Regions from separate parts of the Rattus norvegicus genome. Here region 2 is linked to region 1. The links are chromatin contacts, called in public Hi-C maps. All regions are on one chromosome and are shown on one strand. The core of a region is the stretch at or near the end of the contact, and the rest is flanking DNA. Distances in the headings are between cores, read along the strand shown.

The links. Hi-C and Micro-C count contacts between places; a contact is called where the count stands out from the background.
Region 2: a Hi-C map of liver shows a contact between it and region 1, with 2.2 times the contacts expected there. The contact joins the promoter of Pygl here to the enhancer-like site in region 1. A contact is called at or near these places in 4 of 12 Hi-C or Micro-C datasets (the A7r5 cell line, frontal cortex, kidney and 1 more).

Annotation. Positions count from the first base shown.
Region 1 is chr6:94,432,193-94,436,496 of GRCr8, forward strand. Pygl (glycogen phosphorylase L) reads right to left here. Exons shown (of 20, transcript NM_022268.1): 20 at 1,366-1,683. The coding sequence ends at 1,510. It overlaps Abhd12b (abhydrolase domain containing 12B), which reads left to right. Exons shown (of 13, transcript NM_001395730.1): 13 at 25-203. The coding sequence ends at 52. Among named protein-coding and RNA genes, the nearest start is that of Abhd12b, 30 kb to the left of the region's middle. Within about 2 kb of position 2,514, at least 2 of the 93 cell types and tissues checked have an H3K27ac peak or open chromatin away from gene starts, as enhancers often do. A contact at or near this core is called in liver, where this site is marked.
Region 2 is chr6:94,473,708-94,478,011 of GRCr8, forward strand. Pygl (glycogen phosphorylase L) reads right to left here and starts at 2,512. Exons shown (of 20, transcript NM_022268.1): 1 at 2,255-2,512. The coding sequence starts at 2,497.

The DNA of each region.
Region 1 (4,304 bases), core at 1,264-3,763:
CTGACCTAAGTCCTTTTTCTGCAGAGACTTTCTGAGCCAGCAGTGGGCATGAAGGAACGGACCAGCAGAAATCTCCAGTGAGAATGTGGCACAAACCTCACCTGAGCCGGGTGGTTTCTTTATGCAGAACTGCACCGGGCTGCTTGGATGACCTGAAGCCACTGAGACTTTCACAGGTCACAGGCCATTTGAATAAACAAAGCCCTGTGAGATGTTCTATAGTTCATCATCATGTGCTCTGAGAATCGTGCCAAATCTTCAACATGCAGAGTCAGAATTTAATGCAATCTGACCTTATCTACAAATGGCCAGCTATGGAACCTGCCAGGGATATTTGTGAGTAAGGTGGATGCCGGTATAGGAAGTGGTGTCTGCCCCCAAGCTCCTGTGTTAACATTTACCTGTCAGCATGATGGTATCAGGAGGCAGAGGCTTTCAAAGGTGTTGAGCCAGGCTCTTGGGAATGGAATTAGGTCCCTGAAACACAGGTCTAAGGGAATTCTTTCTGTCTCTTCCATGGGAAGAGGACAGGATGAGAAGGAACCATTTAGGAACCAGAAAGTGGATCTCATCAGATACTGAACCGTGGGCCTCTTCATCTTGGACATCTTACTTACATCTCTAGAACTGTGACACTATTTATGTTGTTTGTAAGTTATCTGGACTAGCACCTTTTGTTATAGCAGCTTGAACAGACCCAGATAGCAGCCTGGAGCCTGAACTCCAACAATAGTGTGAGAAAAAATTTTATCTTAGTTCATTTAAATGGCATTAAACAGTTCCAAGTGGTTTTCCAACTGATTACTTTTTTTAAATTTAAAACAATTATTTTTTAAAGATTTTATTTATTAATTGTCTGTGAGTACACTGCAGCTGTCTTCAGACACACCAGAAGAGAGCATCAGATCCCATTACAGATGGCTGTAAGCTACCATGTAGTTGCTGGGGATTGAACTCAGGACCTTCTGTAAGAACAGTCAGTGCTCTTAACCACTGAGCCATCTCCTCATGCCTTAACATTTTTTTATTGGATATTTTATTTATTTGCATTTCAAATGTTGTCCCCCTTCCTGGTCTCCCCTCTGCAAGCCTCCCATCCCATCCCTTTCCCCTTTGCCTCTAAGAGGGTGCTCCCCGACCTACCCACCCATTCCTACCTCACTGCTCTAGCATTCCCCTTATGCTGGGGCATCAAGGCTCCACAGAACCCAGGGCCTCCCCTCCCACTGATGCCAGACAAGGCCATCCTTTGCTACGCTGGAGCTGTGGGTCCCTCCATGTGTACTCTTTGGTTGGCAGTTTAGTCCCTGGGAGCTCTGGTGGGTCTGATTACTTTTAAGGAAAGGAATCCTAGCAGGCTACTGATTGACAACTCGAAGTTGACATTTTATTTTTAGCTCTAATACAGAAATACATTTACTAACCATTCAATAACAAAACAGACTCAGGGAAGCTCTAAGAGTACTCAAGTCCAGTAAGAAGTTATTGAATAAGAATATATTTTAGCATTTACTTCCCATTGGCGTTGACCCCATTGCTGGACTCCTTAGATAGGGAGATCTTCAGATCGGAAGGCTCCATGTTCCAGATGTCCTTGGCATACTCCCTGATTGTTCGGTCACTGGAGAACTTCCCTGAGGCAGCTATGTTTCTGAGAACCATTGTGTTCCAGGCTTTTTGATTCTGTGAATAACATACATGTACAGTTCAGGGCCTGTGTGCCGGGCCAACATTGAACCAAACGGGACAAAGGACAGTGATTTATAAAGGAGCTTGCTCTGCTGACGGCCTGCAGGAGCAGAGCAGCTGCACTTTCTCCAAATTCAGAGTGTAGTTCTCTTAGTGATGACAAAGTGTTTTTCATTTTAAGAGAAACCACGAGCATGGTGTGGTGGGGGATTGTTGTAACCTTCAAGAGGCTAAAGCAAGAAGATTTCAAGTTCAAAACCCAGCCTGCTCTATATAGAGACGCTATTCCTCAAGAGAGTAAGCAAGGGAGTGAGAGAGGGTAAGAAAGCAAGCAAGTGAGCCAGAGTATTTGCATGGATATGCAGAGAGAGAGAGAGAGAGAGAGAGAGAGAGAGAGAATATGACTCTGTGGGTGAATATTCTCGAATTGGTTAGCATATTAAAAGTGGAGAGCCCTGGGTTTGGAGGAATGGATGTCTCAGTGGTTAAGAGCACTCGTTGAGAGCGTTCTTTTAGAGGACCTGAGTTCAGTTCCCAGCACCCGCCAGGAAGCACATAACTCTCCAGCCTCCATGGCTACCTGCACACAGTTGACATCCGCACACAGAGGCACACATAAATAAAAACAAATCCTAGAAATAAATGGAACAACCTCTCCTTCAGCTAAAGGTGGACAGAGGGACTAATATAACTGTCTGTGGGCAGACAAACGAAGAGATTTAACCTGTGACTCAAAAAGTTTGAAAACCCATGAACATTAGCAGGGAAACAACCAAAAGCTTGGCTGACCCACTTAGCTTTGTGTTCCCTTTGAAGGCCTATGCCCCATTAGGTTTGTTCTGAATCCCCACAACCCCACTGGGGTTTCAAAAGAGGGTGAACTAAGGTCTTATTCGCAATCAAAAATATTTCACAATCTTACACTTTTTTAAAATAAAAGAGTATAAAAATATATTTAGCTTACAGTCTCTTTTTCCTTTTTAGATCTCTGCGAGTTTATTGGAAGTTATTCAAAGTTATTAACACATTAGGACATTTTTAACATAAGAATTAAACTACCTTCCTACCATAAGCTAAGGCAAGACAGCATGGCAGCCCACTCAGGCTTGGAGACTTCTACATAAACCTAAAAACCAGGGAAATGGATAACACCTACACTTCCTAGCCATGCACGTTGTGCTTACTAACCCTCAGCGATGCAATGACTGTCAAGAGTCGAAAGCTGCAGTCTGCACTAACGAATCACTCAGGCATGATTGAACTGCTGTGCTCCCAATGGGCACCGTTTGGATTTGCGCTTAATTTTAACGGAAGCCCCAGTGGATCTGACTGTCCTTGCCCTTGTTCATGTTTTCCTTTCCTTATGTTATTGATTTCTGTTTCTCCAGGCAGCTGTTCTCTTTCCTCTGAGCTCCTGGTATGTACAGGCTGAACGGAAGTGGGGACTGAACGGAAGTGGGGGCTGAATGGAAGTGGCCCGTGAGCTACTTAGCTCCAGAAACGCCACGGATGTTCAGAGCCACAGACTCGCACTTGGCTCTACACTCTGTTAGGAGATTCATCTGACTCAGCCAAGAAGATGCAGGCTGGCTGTAAAGTAGCACAGACTCGAAGGATCCATTTGAAAACCCCAGAGGGCTGTCTAGGGCGACGGCAGGGGTAACCTGTGCCATCTCCAGCCACAGTCACCTGCCTTGATAAAAGAATGGAAGGGGATGTTTGGGAAGGGGTCCTGGAGTCTCAGCTCAGAGCTTGCGCCTTTGCTAACATCCCCCCCTCCCCCACCCCATGCTTTTACAGACACACCTGGAGGGCCATTCGCCCAAGCATGACTGCATGCAGAGGCTTCTTCGCATAGCTCACGTTTTTTACATAATCATATATAAACCCCTCTTCTTTCGGTCTATAGTCTAATGATCCGGACAAGGCTGCTCCAGGGGAGGTATTTATTTTGCTATTTTTTCAAAGATTACCAGGCCAGTTCCTACCCGACTACACTGGGATTCAATCTTAGAATAATCTTGGTAAGTTTTTCAAACATCAGTGGAAAGTTCTACCCACCACTGGGTCAGAATCGCTGTGGGCGAAGGGTAAGTTGTCATGTGTATTTGGAAACAGCAGCCTTGGTGACTGTGATGTGTAGTTCCGGTTAAGAGGCCTGGGGTTACAGACTGCTTGAGGGAAGCCGGGCAGAGCTCAGCACAGAGAGGACCCTCCCACCTCTGAAGCAGGTACCCTGAGCTTCTGAGGCAGAACTGCTACACGGTAGGTACTCGTTGGATGCAAATCACTGGTGATTTGCTTTTTAAATTAGAATAATGTAAAATTTTACAATTGTTACAGAAATCTCAAATTCCAACCCTGGAATGGCCCTCCTGGTGTGTCTTGTAAACTAGCCAAAAGGCAGATTTTGAACATCTGGGAAGTTCTCTCGTTGATTTCTATCTCTTCTCTTCTCTCTCTCTCTCTCTCTCTCTCTCTCTCTCTCTCTCTCTCTCTCTCTCTCTCGATAGACAAATACTCAACCAGGCTTCCCTAGGTTTGATTGGTCAGCAGGGCTCTGTTATTTGGATTTCCTTAAAAAGAAGCAATTAGTGAACCACAGCAAAGTCTTT
Region 2 (4,304 bases), core at 1,262-3,761, 42 kb after region 1:
GATGTAACTGAAGTTACAGCTGGAACAGGCCAGACAGTAGCCCAAAGCCACTGAATTCAACTACCCAGAAGTATATGTCTGCTAGCCATGGCCAGCCCCTGGATGCCAGCTTACAGCTCTTGAAAAGTGAGGTCACAGCTGAGAATCCATTACAACAGACCTGCAGGGCCTCTCACCTAAGCAGAGACTGGAAGAGAGCAGGAAGTTTGGGGTGCCTGTGTGCAGAAATTTGAAAGGGGGACTATAAAAGAAAGTCAAAAGCTAGCCCCAAGTTTTAGGCTGCAGTGACTGTCATGGTGGTAAAACGGAGCCATTAAATTAAAAAACACAGAGGGCAGGGCTGGAGAGATGGCTCAGTGGTTAAGAGCACTGACTGCTCTTCCAGAGGTCCTGAGTTCAAATCCCAGCAACCACATGGTGGCTCACAACCATCTGTAATGAGATCTGATGCTCTCTTCTGCTGTGTCTGAAGACAGCTACAGTATACTTCTACATAATTACATAATAAATAAATAAATAAATATTATAAAAAACACACAGAGAGCAGGTCAGGATTTCAAGGAATGTGGCTTGAGTTTCTGTGTGCTGAGTTTGAGGGACAGGAAGAGACTTCAGTATGATTAAACCTTTGACATGCTTACACAGGAACTGGGCTACGGAATAGGTGACTTGTGGGCACACCAGGGAGCGAGGCACCAGGGAGTGAGGCTGGGGAAGGAGCTTGTGCACACCTCCTAGTTTTCCAAGTTCTCTTCAAGGACTGCAGCTGTCCAGCTTCTACAGAGACCATCATGCAGCAAACACTACCAACCCACGTGAAACCAATTTTTAAGAACACCCAAGCTCTTCTAAGAAGAGTTATGCAACATTTTCGCTGCTTCCCTGCATTGTAACCCTGTCTCGCTTGCTCTGCCCTTGTATAGGAAGGAAGAGTGACAAGAAAAACTAACCATTGAACCAGGAAGATCACCACTGGAAGAGAAATAACAGATTTCTCTGTGCTATGATGCTAAACGCTGCAGACTAGCGCCTGCATTTGTGTGTTTCTGAAATGTCGCTCAAACTCAGGCAAGTTCGGGTCCACCTCTAAAAATTCTAAGTCAAGGTGCAGCACGTTGCACCGACAAAAAGATACAGTACACAAATGTGGACCTGAAGTGTTTTCTAAGCAAATGTTTAGATTGGGAAGGATACATATTAGCAGTTGTTCTGTTTGGGTCGCAGTCTGCTAGGCTCCTACAACTACTATGGCTGTATCGTACTATGGGAGTTTATCTCCCAGTCTTAGAAATTCCTATAGTTCTCAGGCACAAATGGTAGACATAACTTTTCTCGTTGTTCTTATGTGTTTTAGAAACACCTCCTAAGTGTATAGACGTATTTCCCATTGCCTCCAAGATCTGCTTTAACCTTTTTCAACATAACTCCATAGCCAGTTTCCCCAGCTTTCTCTTCTAGAACATTCACTACCCTCCATTAAAGGGGCTGTCTCACACTCTTACTGTGTGCACAGTCCCTCTCCCTGCAGGCTCCTCCCTAACCTTTTTCATTAGCTCTAGTTCTCTTCCTAGACTGGTCATGATGGGGTGGTGTTCTCCCTCTACAAGTCTACCCCCAGAGACTGCGCACTCTGGCCCTTGGTAGAAATAGGAGCCGTCCCGGAAAGGCAGTGTCCCCCACATCTCCGGGGTAGGCCTCTGAAGGGGAGGGATAGCTTCAGGTGAGTCGCTTGGCAAGGCCCATCCGGTAGAAATCAGAAAGTTCAGGAACTGCAGTCTACACTCACTGATCTCGGCCCTCCCTACCTCTCCGCTGCATAGCTGGGCTGGGCAGCCCCGAGGCCTGGGCCGGGTCACTATTAGAGGAACTCTAAATTTTCCTCTCCTTTCCTTAAACATTAAGCGCGATCCTATAAAACTAGGCTTTGTATGTTTTTCTGCCCCTCCCAGCCCCTGCGCGCCCAGAGCGGATTGTCAGCCCCTCCACACCTCCCGGAACCTAGACACATCGCATAGGAGGCGCCCCGGGGCCCCTTGGTTAAGTGCTGAGTAGGCACGCCATAGTTTTCTTAGTTCACAGGAGAGGGAAGCTCTTGCCACCAGCCTGTCTCCTATCTCACAGCACAATGGTGCCTTGAGGATGGCACAGCGCTACGGGGGAGGTGGGAGGAATGGCCCCATAGGTCCCACTGCCCGCCTAGACTTCGGGATCAGGACATGGAGTGGAGAGAGAACAAATACACTTCGCTTGGTACCTTGGGGCACTTGTCATAGTAGTGCTGCTGTGTGCGGATCCAGCGCCCCACCAGGTGGTCGCGCACTGTGTGCGCAAGGGCGAAGTAGTAGTCGCGGGGGGTGGCCACATTGCGGTCCTTGACCAGAGTGAAGTGCAGGTGACGATTGAAGCCCTTTTTCAGCTCCGCTACGTTCTCCACGCCCACGATGCCGCGGATGCTGATCTGCCGTCGCTTTTCCTGGTCGGTCAAGGGCTTCGCCATGGTTGCGGGTGGCGGGAACTCAGAGCCGGTCGCCTGGCTGCAGGACTGTCCACCCCTTACCTTACATACTGCTTTTGAGGCTCTGGGGAGTGGGGATCCGCCCCTCGCCTGGCTCCCGCCCACCCGCGGCTTCCGGAGCAACACACCCCCAGGGGGCGTGGGAGCCCCTGGGCGGCGCTGCAGCTGCGGGCACCGCCCCTTGGCCGCTCCCAGAACGTCCGGGTCACGTAGCGCGCGGAGGCCCCGACCGCATCTGCTGGTGTGGAAGGAAGCCTCCTCTGGCTCTCTAGTTGAGTTCCCAGCAAAGCCATTGGCTCTTCTCAGTAGGTTCCACTGTAGTTTCGCAGGGTGACATTGTAGGGTTAGTGTGATTTAACCCTAATTGCCCCCATCTTGCTTTCCAGTCTTAGGCAAAATCCTATCCTGTATCCTACGGGAGGCAGGGGGGGCTCGGTTGTTTAATTTCTTTTTTCTGTGGATACAGGACTAGGGTTTCTTGACTCCTAGACCAGGCTGGGCCATCCCACAGTAGTCGGCCACAGTTGGTGTAAAAGTCAAGGGGTCTGTTGAGAAAGCTTTAGTCTCAGTGGGGGACAAGATTTCCATTTGAGACCCCTTGTCTGTAGTGTCCCAAATAAGGCATAGGAATAAGGGCGTGTGTATGACTGTGCGTGTGTGTGCATGTGCGCGCGTGTGCGTGTGCGTGCGTGCGTGTGCGTGCGTGTGTGTGCGTGTGCGTGCGTGTGTGTGCGTGTGTACGTGTGTGTGTTGGGGGAGAGGGAGGGAGGGAGAAAGAGAGCACTCAAAGATCCAGTTGCTATGTTCAGGAGAAACACTGGTGTGTGATCTTAACACCAGATCTGGATGTGACGGTGTTTAAACTTTGGAAAAGTAAACATGAGGCATGTTAAGATGTCAGATTTCTTTTCAAAATGTATGTGTGTGATTGTATGTGTGTGTCCTCAAATGTGCACACAGACACATAGAGGTCCAGGGTTGGTTCTCTGGTCTTTCATGATGGTTGCTGGGGTGGGTCACGAGTGGCCAGGCTTGTCGGCAGCTGCCTTGACCTGCTGAGCCATCTAGAGGGTCCCTGCCTGCCTGCCTGCCTGCCTGCTTTCCTTTCTGTCTGTCACTCCTTCCTTCCTTCTTTCTTTTTTCTTTTTAAACAAAGCTAATTATTTTGAGTAAAGATCAGACTAGGAGTTTGGTTACTTAATTCATACCAAAACAGCTATTACCCTAAAAATGAAAGTTTTACTCTCACAGGTCTGGCTGTGTTTTCAGATCTGGATCCTTCCAGCTTCCAGGATTTTGTCTCTAGCCTTTGGGACAGATGAAAATGACCCTATGAAATAGGGAAAGGGTTGGAGTTGAACAAGACATAAATATCCAGAGCTAAGAGTGAGTGCGGAGCTTGGTCAGAATGCTTGACTTAAGAGCCACGTGGGGAGGTGTGAGGGGAACCTGAGTGAGAAGGTCCTCTGGCGAATTGCAAAACCTAGCAGGTTTTGTTTATTTATTTATTTATTTTGTTAAAGTTGACATCTTTGAGTTCTGTGGTAATGAATCTTCATTGTGAACTTGACTGGAGTTGGAATAAGGATAAGCAGGCATGGCTCTGGGCAGGCGAGGGTGTTTTCAAAGATGAGGAAAGGAAGACCTACTTTGAAGGTGGTCGGTACCATCCCGTGGGAAAGGGTTGCGGAATGAGTAACGGGAGAAAGCAACAGTGCTCGCCTCTCTCTGACTGTGGTGCAATGTGGCCAACCCCTCAGGCTGCCACCACCATAATCCCTCTGCTGTC